Linked DNA regions of Ovis aries: region 1 is linked to region 2. A link is a contact called in public Hi-C data. All regions are on one chromosome and are shown on one strand. The core of a region is the stretch at or near the end of the contact, and the rest is flanking DNA. Distances in the headings are between cores, read along the strand shown.

Region 1 (7,090 bases), core at 1,843-4,342, 160 kb before region 2:
TATATATGCACCCTTTAAAAAAAGATACAAATGAACTAATTTACAAAACAGAAACAGACTCACATACCTAGAAAACAAACTTATGGTTACCAAAGAGGAAAGGGCAGGGAAGGGCTAAATTAAGAGTTCCGATTAACATAAACACACTACTGTATATAAAATAGATAATCAACAAGCACCTCCTGCATAGCTCAGGGAGCTATACTCAATATTTTGTGATAAGCTATAAGGGAAGAGAATCTGAAAAATAATATATGTATGCATAACTTAATCACTGTGCCATATACCTAAAACTAACACACCACGGTAAACCAACAATACTTCAATTAAAAGAAGGAAAACATTGAAGATCTAAATACATAAAGAAATAGATTGTACTCATGGGCGGAAAAATTCAATATCATAAAAATATCAAGTTGAGAAGAATTGGCCCATAGGTTTTATGCAGTTCTAATAAATATTCTCAATGAGGTTAAAAAAAAAAAGAACCCACCTGCCAGTGCAGGAGACTCAAGGGATACAGGTTTCATCCCTGGGTTGGGAAGATCCTCTGGAGGAGGAAATGGCAACCCACTCTAGTATTCTTGCTGGGATAAGCCCATGGACAGAGGAGCCCGGTGTGGCACAGTCCACGGGGTCTCAGAGTCAGGCGTGCATGTGTGCTAAGTCGCTTCAGTTGTCTCTCACTCTGTGACCCTGTGGGCTGCAGCACACCAGGTCCTCTGTCTATGGGATTAGCCCAGCAAGAATACTGCAGTGGGTTGCAGTGCCCTCTTCCAGGGGATCTTCCCAGCTCAGGGATCAAACCTACATCTGTTACATCTCCTGCATTGGCAGGTGAGTTCTTTACCACTAGAGCCACCTGGGAAGCCCAAAGAGTCAGACTGACTGGGCAACTGAGCACGCAGGCATGCCTGCACATTAAGATTAGGCTGGTGGGACAGCCGTACAACTATGCGCCTTTGCTCTGCAATGCAACAGATAGGACACAAGACCACATGAGATGTCATCTTGCCAAAGAATTCAAAGCTAAATGTCATCAAAACTTTAGATCTAACTACCAGTTTATAGGCAATATGGAGAACAGAAGAACAACTTAAATGATACCACCAAGAAGCAATCAGGCAAACACTCCAGAATGTGGGAAATTTCACAAGACAAATGACCTAGTCTCCTAACAAGGAAAAAGAGAAAGGCGGGGAGGGGGAAAAGTCTAAAATTGAGAGAGACTTAAAGAGACAGATCAACTGCACGCAACAGGTGGGCCTGATTTGGATCTTGATTTGAGCAAATCAATTGTATTTGGTTAGCCAAAAAGTTTGTTCCAGTTTTTCCATAAGTTAAAAAAATTTTAATTAAATTAAAAAAAATTCTATGAGAAAATCAGGAAAGTTTAAACACTGACCAAGCATCTCCCTGGTTGGTACAGTTACTAGGATTTGCTACTGAGATAGGCTGGGACCTGGGACCCTCTACTGGAGTGCTTGCACTTTCACCTGGGTAAATGCCTCCTTGAGAAACAGAATACAAAGAAACTATAAGCGACTAAAAATAACTGCAAGTATGAGCAGTTGGGCCAATTATGAAAAATAAGATACAAAAAGGCCACAAACTTCTGAGGTGCTGGGAGCAAAAGATGGGTACTGTGTACAACCCTACCAAGGGGTGGGGAGACCGTCTAAGCTACCCCTCCAGTCCAACCATCTGCTTCTATCCTCATCCCACTTAAAGAACCAGCCCACCCTCCTGGGAGAGTGAGCCAGGGCACCCGTGTCTTGTTTTCATTCTGTCGTGATGCAGCACAAGTCCCAGTAAAGCCTTGCTTTAATCTCTTGTCTGGTCCCCTATCAATTTCTATTAAATTAAAAGACACCTGCTCCTTGGAGGAAAAGCTATGACAGACCTAGACAGCGTATTAAAAAGCAGAGACATCACTTTACCGACAAAGGTCCATGTAGTCAAAGCTATAGTATTCCCAGGAGTCATGTACGGATGTGAGAGTTGAACCATAAAGAAGGCTGAGTGCCGAAGAATTGATTCTTTCAAATTGTGGTGCTGAAGAAGACTCTTGAGAGTTCCTTGGATGGCAAGGAGATCCAACCAGTCCATCCTAAAGGAAATCAACCCTGAATATTCATTGGAAGGACTGCTGGTAAAGCTGAGCAAACTCAGAGAGATAGTGAGGGACAGGGAAGCCTGGCATGCTTTTACTCCACGGAGTCGCAGAGTCAGACATGGCTTAGTGACTGAACAACAAACAGCAAGGGAGGAAGGTGGGAGCGGGGATCAGGAAGGAGGGAGCGGGAATCAGGAAGGGGGGGATACATGTATGCCTATGGCCGATTGATACTAATGTGTGGCAAAACCCATCACCATGGTGTAAAACAATTACCCTCGGATTAAAATAAATAAATTAAAAAAAAAAGAAAAATGAGTCCAAGGAGGAGGGTCAGGAACACTATTAATTGTTTTTAGATCCTCTATGCTGTTCTTAAAAAATTCTAAAAAAAAAAAAAGTTCTTATCTTTTAGAAATGTATACTACATTGTTTATGGGCAAAATGATATGATCTCTGGAATTTAAAAATAATCCTTTGGGGTTGGGGTGGGGGTAAAGATGAAGTAAGATTGGCTGTGAGTTCATAATTGCTCTTGTGGGAGGATGGATACGGGGGCTCCTTACATCGTTCTCTCTACTTCTGTTTATGTTGGCAGATTTTCACAATCGAAGAGATGAAGCCATGTCACCTCCTCCCAGAGGCCCTCTCAGTTTCCTCAGAGGGTGAGCTCCCTCCTCTGGGCTTGTCAAGCCACCTGTCACGCAGAACTGCAGTCCAGTGGCCTGCTTCTTCCTCTAGAGGGCAGAGTGGTGGCCTTGGGTCACTCTTATCTCCCCAGGACAGGGTTTCCGCGTGAATGAACAGATGACTCTTGGTCTGGGTTCATTTGTGGTCAAGCAGCTCAGTCTCCAACAAGCACTCAAGTTCCTTTGATGGCAAAGGCCGGACAGTTTCTACAGTCTGTTCTCCTGGGGTGGGGCAGCATGAAAACTCCGAAAGTGGATATTTGCTGGCTGGTGACTGCGGCTGAGTGAGTTTCCAGTTGCTGACTGGACTGACCAACACGCTCTGAGGAACTGGCAGGACTGGTGCTGCTTCTTACGTGAGAGTCCAAAGGCCTGGCAAGTGCAGCTCCCGGGGCAAACCCTGCTCACACCCCCCTGGGCAAAGGAAGAAAAGCCAGAGGAGCCAGAAGCCCTGAGTGTCTGGAAACAGCTGGTGACTGGACGGGAAGTTCTGCTCTGACACGCGACCATCAACACCTAGCTAGGAAGTCTGTGGCTGGAACAAAAGCTCCCATCAGACGAAACCCCAGGATGAGGCTGCCGGGGGTGCTGATTTTCCTGGCCTCCTGGGGAGTCGCCAGAGCTGCACCAGGTAGGTAAGCTGAAAATGTTGCTAAGAATAGCAAGACAGGGAGCTCAGCTGGGGAGGCTGGGGGAGAGAGTTAGTGGGTGGAGGGTGTGCTGTTTGAGCCTAAGATTGTTAAGTGGAGGTGATGGCTGGCCACGGAAGGAACATGGACATTGTTCAGAGCTGTCTAAGAGCCAGCCAGCTGGTAGAGGTAGAAGGTAGCAGGCACATTCGTGAATTCATTCAACAAATATTGGTTGAGTAGCTCTCAAATCTAGTATTTTATTGGAACTCTGTTGAAGCATTTTACTAACCTCATTCCTTTTTGGATCTGGAACACATTTTAGAATTTCCTAACAGAGGTCACTGTTGTTTAGAAATCTGCAACTGGAGAAGGGAATGGCAACCCACTCCAATATTCTTGCCTGGAGAATCCCATGGACAGAGGAGCTTGGTGGCTATAGACCATGGGGTTGCAAAGAGTCAGACACGACTTTGAGAATAAACCACAACCCCAGAGACCTGCAGGGGTTTCTTTTCTGCAAATGCCACCAGCAGATTTTCATTTTGTCAACAGTGTGCATGCACGCACTACATAGATCCGCATCATTTATGGTATAAATTGTATCCTTGCTAGATTTCTCCCATCTCTCACTTAAAAGGACATTAGATTAGCAAATGATACAAAAGCTTTGTTGTTTTGTTTAAGACAAAGGCGAGCTTTCCTAAGCTTGAACTTATAGTTCTTCAAAACAAAAACAAGACACAAGAACTAAAATGTCCTGGACAAGAAAAAATTATTTTGAACCAAAAAATGAATCATGCACTATTCTTGGAACCAGGGATGTGGCAGAAAAGAAACAAAATTCCAGTGCTGGTGAAGCCTCCCTTCACCTCAGGAGAAACAGACTAAAAGACACATGGACAAAGAAATACATATTCCAGGAAATAACAAGGGTAACGGAGAATAACAAAGCAGAATAAAGGAGTAGGGAGGATGGGGGAGAAAGATTACTTAAGGGGTAGCAGAGAAGAACTGTCAAATAAAGTGGTATTTGACTAGAGACCTAAGGCAGCATGGGAGAGAGCTATGTGGATGTCCAGAAGAACATTCCAGCAACAGAGGACAAAAAGTTCACAGGCCCTGAGCTGGATGCACAGGACATATGTGTGAGCAAAAGCAGGAGGCCAGCATGGCGGAGCTCAGAGAATGGGGGGATGGCGGGGTAGAGGGATATGGATGTTGGGAGATGATGGGGGTGGGGCCAGGGGCTGGTGCCAGCTCATGTGTAAACTTGTAGACAATTTTAAGAACACCAAGTGAGGGAATTCGTGGGCTGTTTGGTGGTTAGAACTCCATGCTTTCACTGCCCGGGTTCAATCCCTGGTCAGGGAACTAGGATCCCACAAGCTAGGAGGTGCAGCCAAAAAAAAAAAAAAAAGAAAAAGAAAAAGTATATAAAAACATGCAAAAAAAAAGGAAAATAGTCAAGAAGAGCTAACATTTATTTTCTGAGTACTTACTATATACTGTGCTTATGCTTTGTGCTTGACATATATTGTCCTTTTAAAACCCATTTGAAAAACGAAGTGAAAACACCTCCTCTGATTTTTATAGTCCTTGTAGTGGTGGTTTAGTTGCTAAGTTGTGTCCAACTCTTGCAACCCCACGGACTGTAGCCTGCCAGGCTCCTGTGTCCATGGCATTCTCCAGGTAAGAATACTGGAGTGGGTTCCCATTTCCTTCTCCAGGGGATCTTCCCGACCCAAGGATCAAACCTGGGTCTCCCGCACTGCAGGCAGATTGTTTACCTGTAAAGTAGGTACTATTACCATTATATCCATTTTGTGGATGAGGAAAATGAGACCCAGAGGGGACACAAAACTCCACAGCTGGAAAGTGGTGAGACCAAGTTCGTACTCAGCCACCTTTCCACCATACACTTTGATGGGTCCTCTTGGGATTGTGGGTACTACTTCCTCCCCCCTCTTTCCTTCAAACTTTTCTGGACTGTATACATCTATAATCTAAAACTGGAGTTAAATTTAAAAAGAATTCCGTAACACCTGTCAGTTTTTTCAGAATCTGAGTCTCTTCCTGAAGTGCAGACTTTTGAGACACCCAGTCAGATAGCCATCACCCTTGCTTTGCATAAAGCCATGGAGTTTCTACCTGCACCATCCTTAGCCAAGAACTTGGGTGGGGCGCCAACTTGCTGGTTTCATCTCCTCCCACACAAACCGGAGGCTACACAGCATTTATCCCTCAGCCTCTAACTGCAGACAAGCCTACAAGTTCTTTCCGTGGGAGCCAGTGTGGGAGGCAAACATTTCCCTGAAGAATGACGAGCCTGCCTCTTGGAGCTGCTGTGAGGCGATGGCAATCCACACAGCTAACACAAGTGAAGTGAAGTGAAGTGAAAGGCGCTCAGTCGTGTCTCACTCTTTGCAACCCCATGGGCTATATACTCCATGGAATTCTCCAGGCCAGAATACTGGAGTGGGCAGCCTTTCCCTTCTCCAGGGGATCTTCCCAACCCAGGGATCAAACCCAGGTCTCCCGCATTGCAGGCGGATTCTTTACCAGCTGAGCCACAAGGGAAGCCCAAGAATACTGGAGTGGGTAGCCTATCCCTTCTTCCAGCTAACACAAGGGATCGGTTTTAACAAGTTAACCCTTTGTGTTTTGTAGGGCAGTGGTTTACAGAGGAGGAGTTATAACTGAAGTGTTTGGGATCATTGCTTAGCATCAAAAATGATAGCTTATTATTGTTATTGCTATTTAGTCACTCAGTTGTGTCCAGCTCTTTGCGATCCCATGGACTATAGCCCACCAGGCTCCTCTGTCCCTGGGATTCTCCAGGCAAGAATACTGGAGTGGGTTGCCATTTGCTTCTCTGATAGCTTGTATGCAAATCTAAAAAAAAAAAAAAAAAAAAAAAGTCCAAATGAACTTATTCACAAAACAAGAACAAACTCACAGAGAACAGATTTATGGTTACCAGGGGAAAGGGGTGGGGGATAGATTGAGAGTTTGGGATTGACATATACACGCTGCTGTTTTTAAAACAGAAAATCACAGACTTCCCTGGCAGTCAAGTGGTTAAGGCTCTGTGCTTCCAATGCAGGGGTCATGAATTCGATCCCTAGTCAAGGAACTAAGATCTTGTGTGGCACAGCCAAAAAATATATATATATATATATATAAAATAATAAAATAAAAAAAATAAAATAGATAACTAACAAGGACCTACTGTAAAACCAAACCAAAGCAGAAAACAACAACAGCAAAAATCCCCACAAAGGACTGAAGTAAGGTAAGTAAAGTCGCTCAGTCGTGTCCGACTCTTTGCGACCCCATGGACTGTAGCCTACCAGGCTCCTCCCTCCATGGGATTCTCCATGCAAGAGTACTGGAGCGGGTTGCCATTTCCTTCTCCAGGGGATCTTCCCAACCCAGGGATCAAACCAGGGTCTCCTGCATTCCAGGCAGACACTTTAACCTCTGAGCCACCAAATTGGGACCAATGTTGCTTTATGGTGGGTTGTATGCATAACAGATAAGTCACGGAATCATAGGCAGTTAAAACTGATAAAACAGATAACCTTTGTGCAATACACAAATGTTATGCTTCAGAAAAAAGAGGCTCCAGAAGAGAAGAAAACCTGAGGTCCAAG
Region 2 (7,149 bases), core at 879-3,378:
AAACAAGCAGGTATGTGTTTCTGGGATTTTTGTTTGCTTGTTTTCACATAACAAGATGCTAAGGCAAGCTCTGGCCTTGGTTCTCTCTGGCTCAGTAGCACCGCAGTAATTTTGTCCTTCCCCTCACCCTTGCTGCCCCACAGTCATAGATGATTGCCCCAGCTCCAGGCATCACATGCACTATCAAGGAAGGAAGAACAGCTAAGGGGAAGCTCCAGTCATGGCTAACTCTTTATTAGGAAAGCAAGAGCTTTCCCAGAAGTCCCCCAGTATACTTCTCTAACTCGCTCATTGGCTGAGTTACACGGACACTCACAGCTACGAGGGAGGCTGTGAAGCAGAAATTGCATGATTGGCTTTGAAAATCATGATGTATGCCCTAGTTACACAACTACCCAGGCAAACTTGGAGGTCTATTTGCAAAGAAGGGATCAGGGACATCGAGTAGGCAACTAGCTCTCGCCCCCTCTAAACAAGACATGGTGCTGCCCACTTCGTCACAGTCACTGTCACCCTGCTCCTTCCAGTCTTACACGTGGATTGCTCTCTCAGTAATCATCTGCTAGTCCATGAGGACATCTGAGCATTCAACACATGAATATAAAACTTGGGGTTAGAAAAGGTGAGAAAATTGCCAGTTGTCCTTCATTATCCATAATTTCCTTCTTTCTTCGGGTAACAAAGCAATCTTCACCCCAAGAACTAGCAGGGAATAGGGTTGCCCAGCTCGAGAGCATATTTCCCAGCCTCCCTTGCAGCTCGATGGGTGTGGCCGTGCAAGTGTTCACCATTGCAAAGTGACTAGAATGATCTGAGCATCACTTCATCTACATCGTGTCCTAAAAGGAAATTGTTAGCCACCTACTTCCTCTTTGCCCCCTTTCCCACAGGCTGGGAATGTAGATGTAGCAAGAGAGAGCTTGTTTCAGCAATGTCCTAGGAAAAATATATATAACAAACAAACAAAGGAAAACAGAAATAACAGTGTCCTAGGAAAAGGCAGATCAACAGGATAGAGGGAACTGGTGTCTTTCAGTGACACCTGGGGCAGAGCCACTTACCTCTGAATTCACTCTGATCCACTCAGAGGCTTAAAGAGATAAAAGAGCAACAACTATTAAATAAGATATATAATTTTAAAGTATTCTGTATTTGTAATCTCTTTATTAAAACAGCTATTCTGTCCCTCAACTAATATAGAAAACAAACTGCATGATACTAATGGTTGTCATTAATAGTTAGAAAGGGAGTTAGGAGCTAAAATGAAAGAAGAGAGGGGTCAAATAAGTGCAGGAATGGGAGAAGAGGTTTTTATAAACAGTTCTTGGAAAATACAAAAGCCTGTGTTATTGGGGAAGGCAACTGAACTATAACAGGCAGGGCATTGATAGAGCTCGGTCAGAAGCCCTGCTGGGCTCTGTTTTGGCTTAGAATTGGGGCTGCAGCTAAACAGAAATACCAAAATGAAACTGAACAATGCAACCTTGTATATGACGCAAAGATCCATGGTTGAAGAAGGGTCTGTGCTGCTATGAATCAGGTGAGACGGCCAGAAGTCAGAGTCTTTAAGTTCCAAGCAGGCAACCTGGACAGAAGGCAACTCTGGCTCTCTTAAACACAGCAAAACCCAAAAGAAACTTATTAGAAGGACACCGAGGATATCAAAGCATCCACGGAAGATCTTACAGCCAAGTTCTAGGGAAGGACAAGATCCAAGTCAACTCTGGGAATCCCACTAGCAGAAATCTCTCATCTCTTCTAGGTCAGAATCACCAGGAGGACTTGTTAAAACACAGATTGCTGGGGCCTCCACCCAGAATTTCTGATTCAGAAGATGCGGGGTGGGGTGCGGGAATTTGTATTTCTGACAAGTTCCCAGATGCTGATGCTGGTGTTCCAGGGACCACATATAAGAACTACTTCTCCAGGTAAATACATCAAATGATTCAGCACCAACTACCTTCCATCCCCAAGTGTTTCCTCTCAAGGTTGCAAAGTCCTAAGAAAGTCTAGCTGACTCAGAGTTGAGTCACTCCTGTGGTCAGAGAGGTAGTCCTATGATTGGCAGCCCTGTGAGTGTCACATAGGGTGGGGGTGGGAGGGAAGTTCCCCAAAGGAAAGAGCAATGGACAGACAAAAATAGATGTCCTCAGTGTGGTAACTGGCCAAGCTGAATGCACCGCTCTCTCCCTCTGCACCAAGATCTGCTATAACAACTTCTCTCAGCACAGAAAGTTCCAGAAGAGAATTTTTAAATTATTTATTTATTTGACCGTGTCAGGTCTTAGTTGCAGTGTGCAGGCTCAGTAGTTGTGACGCACGAGCTTAATTGCCCCACAGCTTGTGGGATTAGTTTCCCCAAACAGGGATCAAACCCGTGTCCCCTGCATTGGAAGGCAGATTCTTAACCACTGGACTGCCAGGGAAGTCCCAGAAGACAGAATTTTTTTAAAAGAAAAGACGGAAGGAGAATGTAGACTCTTGACCTGTTAGCTTTATTCAAGCCTCATTCTATTTTCTAGCCCAAGAGAGGAGACTCCTGCCCCCTAGAGGCCAGCAATATATTCCACAGATGCCTTGGTGACTTACAGAAGCCCCACGGAGGCAGTGGGCTTTGCACTGGGGACTATTTTGCCCAGGACAACCTGTCATCATGCATGCTGTGCTTTTCTCAGCCGCAGAGAGACTGACATCAATAGATAGTGATAGTGTAGTGATAGTGAAAGTCGCTCAGTCTCGCTGACTCTTTGCGACCCCGTGGACTATACAGTCCATGGAATTCTCCAGGCCCAAATCCCTGAGTGGGTAGCCTTTCCCTTCTCCAGGGGATCTTCTTGACCCAGGAATCAAACTGGGGTCTCCTGCATTGCAGGCGGATTCTTTACCAACTGAGCTATCAGAGAAGCCCAAAACAGATAGTTGGTAAGATATTTTATATCTTTTTGAAGTATATTTTATATGCTTTCACAGTGAACATTTTCCTTCAGAAAAACTATGGCGAAAAAAAAAAAATGGTAACCTAAGTACCCAAGCATATAATTGTGTAACTCTGTATTGTTATCTATCAAATTTTCTTTAAATTAGGTTCAACCGCCTGAGCTTATAAGCCAATATGATGATTTAACATAGCAACATGGAGTGTGTTAAAAACATGCTCATATTTACATAACAGTCAATGTAATATGCCATATTAACAGGATAAAGGACAAAAACATATGATTATCTCAACAGATGCATAAAAAATTTGACAAAATCCAACACTTAACAAAATCCAACACTCAACAAACTAGGAATAGAAGGGCTCTTTCTTAGCTTGATGAATGTCATCTACAGAAGCCCCACAGATAGCACAATAGTACTTAATAGTAAAAAAATGGAGTGTTTTACCTTAAGATCAGTTGTTAAGATTACTGTTTGCCAGGGGCTGGGGGAGGGGGAAATAGGAATTTGCTAGCAGGTACAGGGTTTTTGGGAGGGGGTGATAAAAATGTTCTGAAGTTAGTAACAACGGTTGCCAACCTTTGCATGGATGTACTAAAACCCACAGAATTAGTCATTTCAAAATGGTAAGTTTTGTGACATGTGAATTTTATCTCAAATAAAATTGTTACTAGAAAATATAGAACTTCCCCGGTTGTCCAGTGGTTAGATTCTGTGCACTGCAAGGAACTCAGGTTCAATCTCTGTTCAGAGAACTAAGATCCTGCGTGTGTCGTGGCATGGCCTATGTGTTTGTGTGTGTGTGTGTGTGTGTGTGTGTGTATACAAACAAACACGTGGGGACAACTAGTGATCGTGTAGCTGGAAGTGGTGGGAGGGATCCCATAATCCCTGAATAATGCTTGGAACAGAAGAATTATTTATTCTCTTTAACTTTCCTAAAACTGGTGGAAAGGGAGCCCAATTGAAGAATTTAATTTTGCTAAAGAAAAACAAAAAAAGAACTCTATAATTGTCAAGTACCCTTTGTTTCCAAGGGCCTTTTTTTTTTTTTTTTTTTTTGCCATGCCAAGGAACTTGTGGAATCTCAGCTCCCCAACCAAGGATTCAGCCTAGGTCCATGGCAGTAAAAGTACCTAGTCTTAACTACTGGACAACCAGGGTTTTCCTTTAAAGAGCGCTTTAATGAGTATTCAGTGGGTCAGTTTCACCCTGAGGCTTAATCTAGAGCAGAGAAGAAAATATTTCAAGATGTAGAGTAAGGAAAGTTTTGGAATAGACTGCTGGAGACTAGAATGAAGCTAAAGAGAGGCTGGAGGAGATGGGAAACTAGAATGAAGCTAGAGTGAGGCTGACTCCCAAGGAGGGATAGAGCCAGAAAGAAGTTCCTCTTGGCAGTAATGGACCATGACCTTCTAGGACAGTAGTGTCTTATAAATAACTTTAAGTTGGTGTGCTACTGTGCTGAACTTTTCCTTCTGTTTCACTAAAGCCTCAGTAAAACCTGCTAAGTGTTAGGACTACTTGGAGAATTGAAGGAATCACTAATTTGAGAGCCTGTGAGAAAAAATAACACCAAAGAAACAAGAGGAACAGTGAAAAACAGACTATTTCTTGGGCTAGCCTGGGGGTTGTTTTCGTTCAGTTGCTCAGTCATGTCTGACTCTTGTGACCCCACAGACTGCAGTACGCTAGGATTCCCTGTATCACCAACTCTCAGTACTCAAACTCATGTCCATTAAGTCGGTGATGCCATCCAACCATCTCATCCTCTGTCAGCCCCTTCTCCTCCTGCCTTCAATCTCTCCCAGCATCAGGGTCTTTTCTAATAAGTCAACTCTTCGCATCAAGAGGCCAAAGTATTGGAGCTTCAGCTTCAGCATCAGTCCTTCCAGTGAATATCCAAGGTTGATTTCCTTTAGGATGAACTGGTTGGATCTCCTTGCAGTCCAAGGGGCTCACAAGAGTCTTCTCCAACACCACAGTTCATAACTATCAATTCTTCAGCATTCAGCCTTCTTTATGGTCCAACTCTTACATCCATACATGATTACTGGAAAAACCATAACTTTGACTAGACAGACCTTTGTCGGCAAAGTAATGTTTCTAATTTTTAATATGCTGTCTAGGTTTGTCATAGCTTTTCTTCCAAGGAGCAAGCGTCTTTTAATTTCCTGGCTGCAGTCACCATCTGCAGTGATTTTGGAGTCCAAGAAAATAAAGTCTGTCACCATTTCCAGTTTCCCCATCTACTTGCCATGAAGTAATGGGACCAGATGCCATGATCGCTGGGATTCCAAGTCAAACTAAGGCTTAATAAGCACACTCTGAGAAACCAGAAGGGGAGGGTAAAAGGACCTGAGAATTGTAGAGGGCCTACTATGTGCTTTCCCAAGGTTGCTTAGGTAGGACATGGCAGAGCATGGATTTAAATCCTTGCCTTTTTAGTCCCAAAGTCATTGCACTTAGCACCAGGGGAAGAGAGCAGACGGGCCAAGACAGAGAAGAGCTATACTACTGAGATAGAGAAAGCTGTCCAGCAGGCATCGTGGCAGAGCATTTGGCCCAACCTGGAGTATGAATCAGGGAAGTCTTTGTGGAGGAGGAAATATTTGAACTGAGGCTTTTAAGACTGTAGGTATCTGTCAGAGGAATAAAGAGAAGCAAGACAAGAGGTTGTCTGGCAAAGCAGGGGAGGTCACAGAGCCCAGAGTTCAGGCTTTGCACAGTCTCCATGGGCTAGGGGCTTTCTTGTCTTGTCTCCTCCCAGCTCTGCTGTCCATGTCATCACACCACAATGAGCCATCGTTTTTCTGACAAACACTGTCATTCACATGGGGGTTTCCAGAAACATTGTCGTAATGGTTGTGACAGTCGTCTGGGTTCTGCCATCTATACACTGTGTGACTATTGGCTTGTCACTTCCCCTCTCAGGGACAGGGTTACCTTATGCAGAAAGTTACAGTGGGAAAACTGACTTTGGTGATGGTTGTATATATCTGTGACTATACTAGAAACCACTGAATTGTACACCTTAAATAGGTGAATGTGAATTATATCTCAATAAAGCTGCTTTTTTTTTTTTTTTTCACTGTCATAGGCAGGATGGTGGAGGAAGTTTGGCCTAAGAGTTGTAGGTCTGTTGCAACCAAGGGTTTGTTACTCTATAGCCAGGTGGCTTTATGTACATTTTGAAACTTTATCTCTCTGAACCTCATTTTCCTCATTGTAAGAAGGGAATTATGTCTTTGTATTATTGTTCAGCTGGTGAAGTAACAGGTGCAGTTGGTGGTTGGAAGGCTTAGAATTCTGGTTCCATCACTGACCATCTCTCTGCACCTCCATTTCCTCATCTGTTTAATGGGGATAATAGTACCTTCTTCATAATGTTGTCGGGAAGATCATATGTTTTGATACCTAGAAGTGATACTTATAAAAGAACTATGCCTGGCATGTGGTTCAGTTGTTCATAAATATTGTAGCTAGTTTATTATATGTATCTCATATCCCGGATTGTATTAATATTTGGGATCTTCTTGTCAAGGTGTAATTGCCCACCCAAACCTAGTACTGGACTCCCTGAGGACTGGGGATTCCCCAGTCCTGAGCCTTTCCCTAGAGGTGGAACATAATTTTGAGAGTGGTCTGCCAGCCCATGTTCCTCTTTTCTAAAAGCATCTTTCCAATAGGAGTGGGCTTCAGCGGTCCCCGGCCATAACTGAAGGGACAGGGTGGATCCCCTCAGCCAAGTTGAACCAACTTCTCTCTTCCAGAAATTTGGACTCTGGGATATGTTAACAGGTGATGCTGAAGCTGAGAGGTGACATAGCTGTCGACTGGACAGTCATTTGTGTCATGTGAATGGGAATGGTGATAACCCAAGAGAACCATGAAGACTCACAAAGAGCGACAAGAAACCCTGTTGCCTCAGAGGGAGAAGGAGAGAGGGGTTCTGCCTCGAATACTGGTGCCTTTCCATTCAGTCAGTCAACACATTTGTTGAAAGTGAAAGTGAAGTCACTCAGTCGTGTCTGACTGTTTGAGACCCCATGGACCGTAGCCTACCAGGCTCCTCCATCCATGGGATTTTCCAGGCAAGAATACTGGAGTGGGTTGCCATTGATTCTCCAGGAGATCTTCCCAACCCAGGAATTAAACCCGGGTCTCCTGCATCACAGACAGATGCTTTACCGTCCGAGCCACCAGGGA

Evidence for each region. A called contact is a pair of places that touch in the nucleus more often than the background predicts.
Region 1: a contact with region 2 is called in a Hi-C map of hypothalamus, with 2.8 times the contacts expected there. The contact joins the promoter of SMPDL3B here to the enhancer-like site in region 2. A contact is called at or near these places in 3 of 16 Hi-C or Micro-C datasets (hypothalamus, liver and muscle).

What each region holds. Positions count from the first base shown.
Region 1 is chr2:239,162,567-239,169,656 of ARS-UI_Ramb_v3.0, reverse strand. SMPDL3B (sphingomyelin phosphodiesterase acid like 3B) reads left to right here and starts at 3,092. Exons shown (of 7, transcript XM_012150886.5): 1 at 3,092-3,436. The coding sequence starts at 3,376.
Region 2 is chr2:238,996,615-239,003,763 of ARS-UI_Ramb_v3.0, reverse strand. No RefSeq gene overlaps it. Among named protein-coding and RNA genes, the nearest start is that of EYA3, 50 kb to the left of the region's middle. Within about 2 kb of position 2,128, at least 21 of the 54 cell types and tissues checked have an H3K27ac peak or open chromatin away from gene starts, as enhancers often do. A contact at or near this core is called in hypothalamus and liver, where this site is marked.